Linked DNA regions of Zea mays: regions 1 and 3 are each linked to region 2. A link is a contact called in public Hi-C data. All regions are on one chromosome and are shown on one strand. The core of a region is the stretch at or near the end of the contact, and the rest is flanking DNA. Distances in the headings are between cores, read along the strand shown.

Evidence for each region. Hi-C and Micro-C count contacts between places; a contact is called where the count stands out from the background.
Region 1: a Hi-C map of endosperm shows a contact between it and region 2, with 3 times the contacts expected there. The contact joins the promoter of LOC100277366 here to the promoter of LOC100101527 in region 2. A contact is called at or near these places in 2 of 25 Hi-C or Micro-C datasets (endosperm and tassel).
Region 3: a contact with region 2 is called in a Hi-C map of leaf, with 7 times the contacts expected there. The contact joins the promoter of LOC100284851 here to the promoter of LOC100101527 in region 2. A contact is called at or near these places in 12 of 25 Hi-C or Micro-C datasets (ear, leaf, leaf mesophyll and 3 more).

What each region holds. Positions count from the first base shown.
Region 1 is chr10:145,421,881-145,425,409 of Zm-B73-REFERENCE-NAM-5.0, reverse strand. LOC100277366 reads right to left here and starts at 1,388. Exons shown (of 10, transcript NM_001361291.1): 1 at 1,063-1,388. The coding sequence starts at 1,240.
Region 2 is chr10:145,249,394-145,252,618 of Zm-B73-REFERENCE-NAM-5.0, reverse strand. It overlaps LOC100101527 (starch synthase IIIb-1 precursor), which reads left to right and starts at 1,255. Exons shown (of 16, transcript NM_001112545.2): 1 at 1,255-1,588; 2 at 1,822-1,885; 3 at 1,982-3,225. The coding sequence starts at 1,493.
Region 3 is chr10:145,103,898-145,107,229 of Zm-B73-REFERENCE-NAM-5.0, reverse strand. It overlaps LOC100284851 (bromodomain containing protein), which reads left to right and starts at 1,591. Exons shown (of 3, transcript NM_001157746.2): 1 at 1,591-2,795; 2 at 2,893-3,061; 3 at 3,139-3,332. The coding sequence starts at 1,686. The coding sequence ends at 3,203.

The DNA of each region.
Region 1 (3,529 bases), core at 139-2,638, 170 kb before region 2:
TTTCTTTTCAGCTGTGAATGACCGAACTATCCCTAGAGTTTTTTTTTGTTTCCGGATCGTTAGTCGACCCAGATTGAAGTTGAACGGCAGGGTGTCGTCCACTCGCCCTTTCCCAGGTCGAATAAAACAGACCTCTTTTTTGCTCCAGCAGGCTTAGCAAGCTTCTCTGTATACATTTTGATGCTTTGTTCGAGATAAAAAAAAGCTAGCACCTCTCGGTTTTGTTCTAGTGACATTAAAAAAATTCGAGAATGTTGGATACTGCAATCTGACCATTTTTCCCAAATAATATCCATCAATCAAGCATGCACTTGACAGATACGTAATATAAATCAGCAGACAAATTTGGGGCGGTTCTTGCATCCATCCCATTGCCGCTTTTCTCTGTACTGTGACCTCTTCAATCTGGGAAATGGCGAGTGGACAGCACCCTGGCGTATCTAGAAACAATCTTTAGGGGCAGTTCGATCATTGGTTGCTGGGGAAAAAAAGAAGAAAAGAGAAATGGAAGTAAAAAGGCACTTAATCCTATTTTAGAGAAGTTGTTATCTTATAAATACTATTGTAGAGAAGTCAGTTTTTTGGATGTTAAACTCAGTAATAAATGACTACCACAATATTCTATTTACGTAGACTGTAGAAACTAGGAGCCCTCCCTATGATCTTGGAATTCCGCAGTGCGTCATCCCCATAACCCGTACCTTCGAGCCCAATCATGCAGCGGTTCCCACGACACCGCAAAATCAACCACCCCAACCAAGACGAAACGGGCGAGATCTTGGTCGCGAACAAACGAAAGCATGCATAGCTGTACCACAAAGATGGAACAAACCCAGCGATCCCTACCACCCGCCTCCAATCCATCCCGATTCCCGACGCACCGAGAAAACTAACATCCAGCGGGCTCCAAGCGATCACAACCACCCGTCCAGCGACTGCCAAGTGCCAACTGTCGGATCACTTCCAGGACGGCTTTCCCGTGATCCCCAACCCTGCAGGGGGGGGGGGGACCCAGCGAGACGCGGCGGAAGTGAGGGGAGAGAGAAAGATCAGAGCGCTCACCGTATCCGGCGTCGACGCAGGCAGTGTGGAGGACGCCGGCGTAGGCGGATCCGTCGCGGACCCGCACCTCCACGGGCAGACCCACCATGCAGACCGTGGCCAGCAGCAGCGCGTCAGCGATGGACGGCGCCGCCGCCTTAGGCGGCGAGGGCGGCGGCGGCTTCCTGGGGCGGGCCATTGGAGAGGGAGAGAGCCAGAGAGAGAGAGAGGAGCGGAGGCGGCCCGAAAAAGGCAAGCCGCAAGCGGAGGAAGGAGACCAAGGGGCGTGGCCGTGTGACTCGGACTCGCTTCGGATCGCAGGTGCCACCGCGACGCGAGTGCTCGACTGCTCGCGCCCTCTGTCGTCTGTACTCCCTTCCTTCTTTCCGGGCTGATGATGCGTCTGCTTTTGGTCCGCACGAATCATAAAGCCTGCCGGCGTTGATTTTTTTTATAGGTGACATCTGTACGGTATGCTACATACGCCAACGACGCGAAGCATGGGCATGTTTTTTTAAAATATATATATACACCAGATTTGCTTGCTTGTGTTAGACGTGGATTGTATGAACTTTGAATCATGTAAAATAAATAAAAGATAAAATAAGAAATGGAATATATCATAGATGATCGGATGAGCATGGCCTTAGCCTTTGGAATTAAAACTTTCGAAATCGAGGAAAGACATTGCTAAAGGGAAATAAGCTGTCTCCACCATCTAATATATTTCATCCCTTATTTCAAACTTTACTATAATTTAAAGTACAAATCTCCTATTTTACATAATCTTATCTGTTGCAAAACAACTTAAGTGAGAACTATGCTAGAGATTCAAATGATAGCTAGATCTAATCTCGTGAAAAGACATTATTAAACTATCTTCAACAGTTTAATCATCTAAATCTCTTATTTCATAATCTATTATATAAATCGTACAATCTAAAACGTAAAACAATATTTTTACAGTATACAGCGTAAAACAATATTTTTTATAGCTATATACATAATGTGGTGGTCATAACCTTAAAAGCAGCTTACTCATGCATTTTTTTAAACTCCACTATATAAATAGTATAGTCTGATATAAAACAATATGTTAGCTAGCCTTAAAAGTAAGCATCCCCGGTACGCTCACGATCCATCCTATCACTCGGCCAAAGCGAAGCAAAAAGGATTCATCATACTGTATTAGTAATACCACTGTGTTCAAAATGTAGACGTCCACGTCCACGAAAACAATGGTAGCCCATGTTTCTATAGACACAACAGCAACAAAACCCACATTACCCCGGATTGGAGGGTTGCAATTGAATTTTATTCTAATAGTAATAATTTTGTCAAGCGCCTCGACGCCCAACGTCGCTGGACCGCGGCTACGCAGTTCGTAGTCGCGCTCCAGACCTTCACCGTGAGGGATTCCTCATCGGTGGCTTGAGAGAGACAAGGGAGAAGAGCAGTTTTGGATAATTGATCTTTCTTGATTATTTCCCAGCCTATTACACGGCATATATATAGCCTCTGGTTCAACCAACCTTTCCTATGATTAAGACATATGAAAAGGAAACTAATCTTAACCAATCTCTCCTATTATTAAGGCATATGAAAAGGAAACTAATCTTAACCAATCCCTCCTATTATTAAGGCATGCAAGAGGGAAACTAATCCTTATCTTTCTAAACTTAGCCACTGATTGTGGCGCCTGCCTTGGCTGCGCGATCTGCAGCCCTCCTGGCGTCACGACGGCGCCTGTAAGTGCGGCCGTACATGACATCTCTCCCCCCCTCGACGATCAGCTCGTCCTCGAGCTGAAAATGGGGAAATTTGTCGCGGAAGTTGGCGACATCTTCCCATGTAGCATCAGTAGTGGCCTGCCCTTTCCAGCGGATGAGCACCTGCTGAATACCCCTGGCCAACCTGTACCGAACAGCCTGCTCCGGTTCTGGGATCACCGCCCCATTGTGAGTGGGTGGAAGAGGAGGTGGTGTAGCTGGTGGGGCGCCTACGAACTTCTTGAGAAGGCCGACGTGGAAGACATCGTGCAACTTGGCACGCGGAGGTAGCGCTAGGCGAACTGCCACCGGATTGATGAGCTCTGTGACTTGATACGGCCCGACGAAGCGCGGCTTCAGCTTGCCCTTGGGCGCGTGGGGAAGGGAGGAGGCTGCCCGATGACGCAGGCGCAGCAGCACCCAGTCGCCCACGGTATAGGAGACCGGTCGGTGCAGGCGGTCGTAGAACTTCTTCTGGACGGCCTGGGCATGTTCCAGACGGTAGTGAACATCCGCTAGGAGCTCCTCACGTTCAGCCATTGTCTTGGCCACCGCCGCCACCCGGGTATCGCCAGGCTCATAAGAACGGATGGAGGGAGGATCCCTGCCGTAAACCACCTTGAAAGGAGTGTCCCTGAGTGATGATTGGTACGCCGTGTTGTAGACGTACTCCGCCCACGGTAGCCAACGTAGCCACTGACGGGGCCGGTCCCCAGTGA
Region 2 (3,225 bases), core at 6-2,505:
TGGGATGATAGACAACTGAAATATTTCTGAGAAGATGAGTAGGAGTATATTTTTGATGCTACACAGTTTTTATGATGAAGGAAGCTAATGATTTTGAAAGAATGTTCTTCTTCTTGCCACTCTTAGGTAGCGTTTTTGGTTCGGGAGTATTATGGTTGTGGAACGGAGCCGCTCTGTTTCTATTTTTTTTTGTTGTTTGGGTTGATTTCATATATAATGGAGTGGTTCTAAAAATAGAAAATTATGTTCAAAATGTTGAATTATTTGGCTCCCAAAATCTGTCGGACGAAACCGCTCTCTGGGACAGGTCGCTTCATCCAAACTGGTTCCGGAATTAAACACTGTCTTAGGCTCCCTTCGGAATACAGGATGGATAAGAAACACTTGCATCCATTTGCCATTTTTTTTCTGACAACTGGCGAGAAGAAGCTAGAGCTATTGAATGATGGTCAAGAAGCAGACAGCTCTGCAAGGAGAAGGAACAATTGGACAAACATTCTAGAACCAGAGGTGAGTCGACACTCGACAATCAGCTGATTCAGCTCACACCGCACTGTCTGCTAGTACTAATTCTACATAAACCTGTTTTTGTTAATACAGGATGCCACGTGTCTAATTTCCTGCATCATGTGCCTGGATATGCTCAAGAACACTGATCTCCGGTAGCATCTCAGTAGTGGTCACATACTCACATGCATGGTTCGTTCCTGATAACCCTAAACCAGTGTTACCCTTCGGATAGGCAGGGTGTTATTGCAATTTTTTTATTATTAAAAACCGGTGAGATCTAAGCAGAATGTTCCAGAATTCGGCAGGGCCGAGCAGAGGCATCAGCATCCGCAGGCGGCAGGCAGGCGAAAGCAACACGACTCGTCCTTGGCTCCTTGCACCTTTGCTCCGTTGATGCCGTGGCCGGTGGGCCCGTTCCCATATCTTCCTCGACCAAGAGCAGCCGTCCGTCGCGCAACCCTGGACCCACACCCCCTTTTTTTTTAACCTTGAATCGCGATCGCGAGGCAGAGAGCTAGAGATCCGGGTCCCCGAGTCGAGAGTCTGGAGCCGCAGCCGCTTTGGATCCACCTCTCTGCGCGCGGGGCCGCGCCTGCACTTCGCACAGTGGCAGGCGGCAGCCCCCAACGCCATCCACACATCCCCCGGCAAAATCCTTACCCACCGAAAAAAGGGAAAAATGGAGGCAGGCAGGCGGCACTGCGGCAGTCACACATGCGCACGGGCACGGTAAAAGTACGAGCCACCTTTTCCCTCTCGATCGAGCGGCCGAGGAGGAGGAGAGCCTCTCTGTCTCTGGCGAGGGGCGACTGGGCGAGCGCTTCGTCTAGACAGCCCAGCTGCGCATTTGGATGCAAATTACGTGTGGAGGATGGAGTAAAATACTGAGCAAGGGAGAGGGAAGAGGAGACGGTCTTTTCTTTTCTTGAGCCGAGGAGGGGGATCAGGTGGAGTGAGCGAGGGGGAGGTTTTGCCGCCGGCAATGGAGATGAATCTCCGGGCGGAGAGCCCACTCTGCTCCCGGGGCCGCCCCGCCCTCGTCGTGCGCCCGGCCGCTGCAGCCACTGGCCTCGCGCTGGTGAGTTACGGCTTTTCCCGTTCTCCTTTTCGCTTTCTGGTCCGTGTCGTTCGTTGCTGGATATTCTGATTGGTGGGTGGTTTCCGGAAAAAGCTTTTGATCCGTGGGAAATTGTGGTTTAGCAGCCTGCGTCGAAAAACAAAATGATTGGTTACAGAACTTGTTGTGATACCGAAGGATCAGTTGTGGAGCTCGTAACGCTGACACCTTTATACCTTCGTCTGCTGTTACAGTCTGTCGTAAGGTGCAGCAGATTTACGAGAGGCGGGCTCGTTCGATGCATGGTATCAAGTTCAGGTTTGAGGAATGATTCTGGTTACAGCAATCTCACTGCTCCTACTGCTTAGCTCATGTTTCTTGTTTTTTCTTTCTTCCTGACATTGCGTTACTCAGATTATCCCAAGAGGAATCCGAGGAGGGCATCGACTTCTAAGAGCAAGGGCGTTGCCTCTGGAGGGTATGCTTCGAGACCTACTGCTGAATCCAGTACGAAGAAGATAGAACAGAGCAGGAACAATGAAGGTGATTTCAGCAGAGCCAATGGGTCACTCTATGGCGAGGCAGCAGAGCAGGCAAGTACTGCTGAAGAATCGTCTCAGGTTTACATGACAGGAGACATTTTAAGTGGCGCAGAAAGGGACGGAGCTGGTACCGAAGAAGAGGCTGACCAAAATCAATCTTCAGCGTTGCCTTCCGCGTCCATGGATGATGACTCAATCGACCGGCAACTTGATGAGTACCGTGGTAAAATAAGTGCTCTAGTAAGTTCCAAACCTGAACCTTCGTCACTTGCAAGTGTTGCTGGACAAAACGAATCAGTTGGCGGTTTTCACGGCCAGCACGAACCAATAACTGGTTCTGAGGAACATGGCAGTTCAATTGTTGATGCACCAACAAAAGGCAGGCTATTTGCTGAGGCCGTTGTGGGTCATAAGGATTTTACTGAATCAGCAGCAGGAAAGGCAAGCAGCGAGAATGAGGAAGGGCAAGCTGTCTCGTTAGAAGATGATGTCGGGATAAGTACAGACGCAGATGAAGAGCTTCCGGTATCTGAAGATGATCCAGAAGTGCTACTGAGGAGGCTTCAAGAGCTTGCTGATGAGAATTATTCGACTGGGAACAACTGTTTTGTTTTCCCTGAAGTAGTGAAGGCTGATTCGATGATTGATCTTTACTTAAACCGCAGCATGTCGGCCTTAGCTAGTGAGTCCGACGTTTTTGTAAAAGGAGCATTCAATGGTTGGAGATGGAACCGTTTCACTGAAACAATGCATAGAAGCGAATTAAGAGGGGATTGGTGGTGCTGCAAGCTCTACATTCCCAAGCAGGCATACAGACTAGACTTTGTATTCTTTAACGGTGACACTGTCTATGAAAATAACAATCACAACGATTTTTTCCTGGAAATAGAAAGTGACATAGATGAACACTCATTTGAGGACTTCTTGGTTGAAGAAAAGCGAAAGGAACTCGAGAGGCTTGCTGCAGAAGAAGCTGAAAGGAAAAGACAAGCTGAGGAGCGGCACAGGAGAGAGGAAGAAAGGGCCGCGATGGAAGCTGACAGGGCACAAGCAAGGTCTGAGGTCGAGATGAAGAAAGAGAAATTGCGCCAGATGTTGAGTTCGGCTAGCAGATAT
Region 3 (3,332 bases), core at 342-2,841, 150 kb after region 2:
AGGAACGTGCATGGGGACAATGGTGCTCTTCGAGTAATTCATATGCAAAAAACATGTGGCCTGAGAGAAGCTGTGTAGTAGCGTTTTGAGGCTTTGCACAGCAGGTTCATCTACTCGGGCAATGATCAGTGTGTCGTCAGGATATTGTAGGATAGTGCACGGGCGGTCTGGGGCAATCGGAGGCTCGGAGCACTGGATCCGAGGATAATAGCTGTTGAAGCACATATGCAACTAGTACGAAGACAAGGGGGTCTTCCTGTTGTAGGCCTTTCTCGCAAGAAATCCATCTCCCCAGTAATCTATTAATGTCTTGTTCGATTATTTCTATCATATATGGATTGGATGAGATTGGAAAAAATTGTAAAAGATTTTAACTCGTTTGATATTTAAACTCATCTAATCCATATGGATTGAGAGCAAAACTAACAAACCCTAAGTAGGATAGCTGATTTCGCCAAGAGCACCACTGATCAGGAAAGCCTCGTGTGCGTAGAATTACAAGCAGACTGTCCCAATTAACACTATCAAATGCTTTTGCAAAGTCTATCTTCAGAACTAGGGTCGACATTTTCCTTTTGTAGCAGCACTGGATTAGTTCAGTTTTGCATAAACAAAACTTTCTGAAATCGACCTGCCTTTGACGAGCCCTGTCTGATCTACATCAACCGGTGCAATTTATTTATGGTAACGAAATTCAGGTGTGGTGAATGTTCATTCGTGGGGTGATCTCGTCGATTCATGGCCGTGTGGATTTTGTCAGTTACTTGGGTACTCGCTTCCTCCTCTGTCCAAGTGTCCCGAAGATGTCTGAACCAAACAAAAAATGCTGGAAAGAGGCTATTTACAAAACAACTTGGAAGTGGAGACATTGCTGACGAGGTCAGTTAATTTGCTAGGCCTACTTTGGATATTTTAGTATTGAGCTCAATCCACATATATTGAGGTGGATTTGATGTAACTTAAACTAATTTATACCTCAATCCACCTCAACACACGTGGATTGGAGTCAATACTAAAGTATTCAAACAAAACCTAACGTTTTTTTCATTAGTGGAGCTGCCGTTTTATCAGGTTCAGTCAGAAAGTTTACATATAGAACAATTAGGCTTTTACTTCCAAAATACATGTTCGAGAATTTGTAGAACACAACTAGGAAAGCTTTAATATCCTAGAGATATTAAACAAGTTCATAGGTTAGATCTTTTGTATAACTCTATCCTAGAGATAGCAAGCAGCTATTTTATTCAATTGTGCCGTCGCAGCGCATGATTATTATATTAGTTGATATTATAAACTACAGCTTTATAACTCATTAACTCTACTGCCATGACATGAGGCTCTAACACCAAGACTACGACCCCACCGCACACTCTGACCCCACATGACAGTTATCTGTCTCCCAACGACCAGTCAAACCCAGAGTCCACGGCCATGCACCGACTCTCGGAGACGAAAGTCTCGAGCCATCCCATCCGTCCACTCATCCTACCAACGGCGCGGATCCCTCCTCTCCCGACGCCGGCCAGATCCGCCCGCCACTCGGGGAAAAAATTCCCGTCGTCTCCACTCCACCAGTCCACCTGCATCCTCCCTCTCTCTCTCCCGCTCCCGTGCTCTCTCCCTCTCCCCAGGATCCGAATTGCCAGCGCACCAGTCGAGCTCGCGGGACCTCGCCGGCGCCGGCGATGGCCTCCTCCCTTTTGGCCGGACGGGGAGGGGGCCACCACCACAACTGGGGGGAGACGCGCGCCCCGCTCGAGCCCATACCCCCCAACCCTAGTCCCAGCCAGCCCCACCCGCGCGCCGACGGGTCCAAGTCCAAGCCGCGGGCGGCGGCCGGCTACGTGAAGTTCCGCCCGGCGTCCCTGGGCCACCGCGAGGCCCGCGCGCTCCGGGACCGCCTCGCGGTGGAGCTCGGCCAGGTCCGCGCCCTCCTCTCCCGCATCGACACCTGGCAGCAGCAGGGCCCGCCGCCGCGCGCGGTGCTCCGCGGGGCGATGCGGAAGCGGTGCGGCCAGATCCTCAGCAGGCTGCGCAAGGACAAGCGCAGCGTGTGGTTCAACGCGCCCGTCGAGGTGGAGCGCCTCGGCCTCCACGACTACCATGCCGTCATCAAGCGCCCCATGGATCTCGGCACCGTCAAGGAGGGCCTCGCCGCCGGGAGGTACGCCTCGCACGACGACTTCGCGGCCGACGTCCGCCTCACCTTCACCAACGCGCTGCGGTACAACCCGGTCGGCCACGAGGTTCACACGTTCGCTGGCGCCCTCCTCGCCTACTTCGAGAGGATGTACAAGGAGGCGCTCGTTTGTTTAGAGGAAGAGCGCAAGCGCCTTGAGCCGCCGAGGCCAGTGGCGGCTGAGCTGCCACCTCCGCCGGCAGTTGAGCCTGTCGAGGCGAAGGCTAAGACGAGAGCAGGGAATGTGAGGATGCGGAAGCCCAAGGCGAGGGAGCCTAACAAGAGGGAGATGAGCCTGGAGGAGAAGAACATGCTCAGGCTGGGGCTGGTGAGCCTGCCCGAAGAGAAGATGCACAATGTGCTTCAGATCGTGCGCAAGAGGAACAACAACCCGGAGATGCTTGGGGATGAGATCGAGCTTGATATTGATGAGATGGATGTTGAGACACAGTGGGAGCTTGATCGTTTCGTTACTAACTTCAACAAGGCGCTCAAGAAGTCCCAGCGTGCTGCGATGTTGAATGGTGGCGTTGCTGATGTAACCAGTACTGCTGTGGCTGAGGATGACACTGCACCTGTGGGCGATGTGCCTACATTGGTTGGCAATGACGATGCGGTAATGACAATAGGAGCAGCACGTTTGTTTTTGGTTGCAGCTAGTGGACGTGTGAATTGGGCGCTGATGCTGGTTTGTTTATTTATTATTTTTGCAGGAGAGTGAGGAACCTGTGAAGAGCACTACAGTGGCTGAGCAGGTGGATGAGTATGTTGATATTGGGGATGAAATGCCAGCAGCCACTTACCAATCCATGGAGATCGAGAAGGACGCTGAAGGTACGACTGGCTCTGGTGGTTCTGGCAGTGGCTCTTCATCGTCCAGTGGTATGATCAAGCTGGCATTGTGTAGTCCTTCAATAGTTCCAAAATTTCTTCAGGGTGCGGACTTTTTACATTTACAGGTTCTGAGTCGAGGAGCTCAGGGGACAGTGCCTCAGGAGCTGGCAATGCTCATTCTTTGACTTAGGGGAGGTTGGTAACAATAGGATTTGAAAATCTGAATGATCCGAGTTCGTGTGCAGGTAATTGTAAGTGTGTAGCTGTTTCTGAGACATGGGTGTCTGCTTAGGCTTTGATTACGTTAGTAGTAGATAAC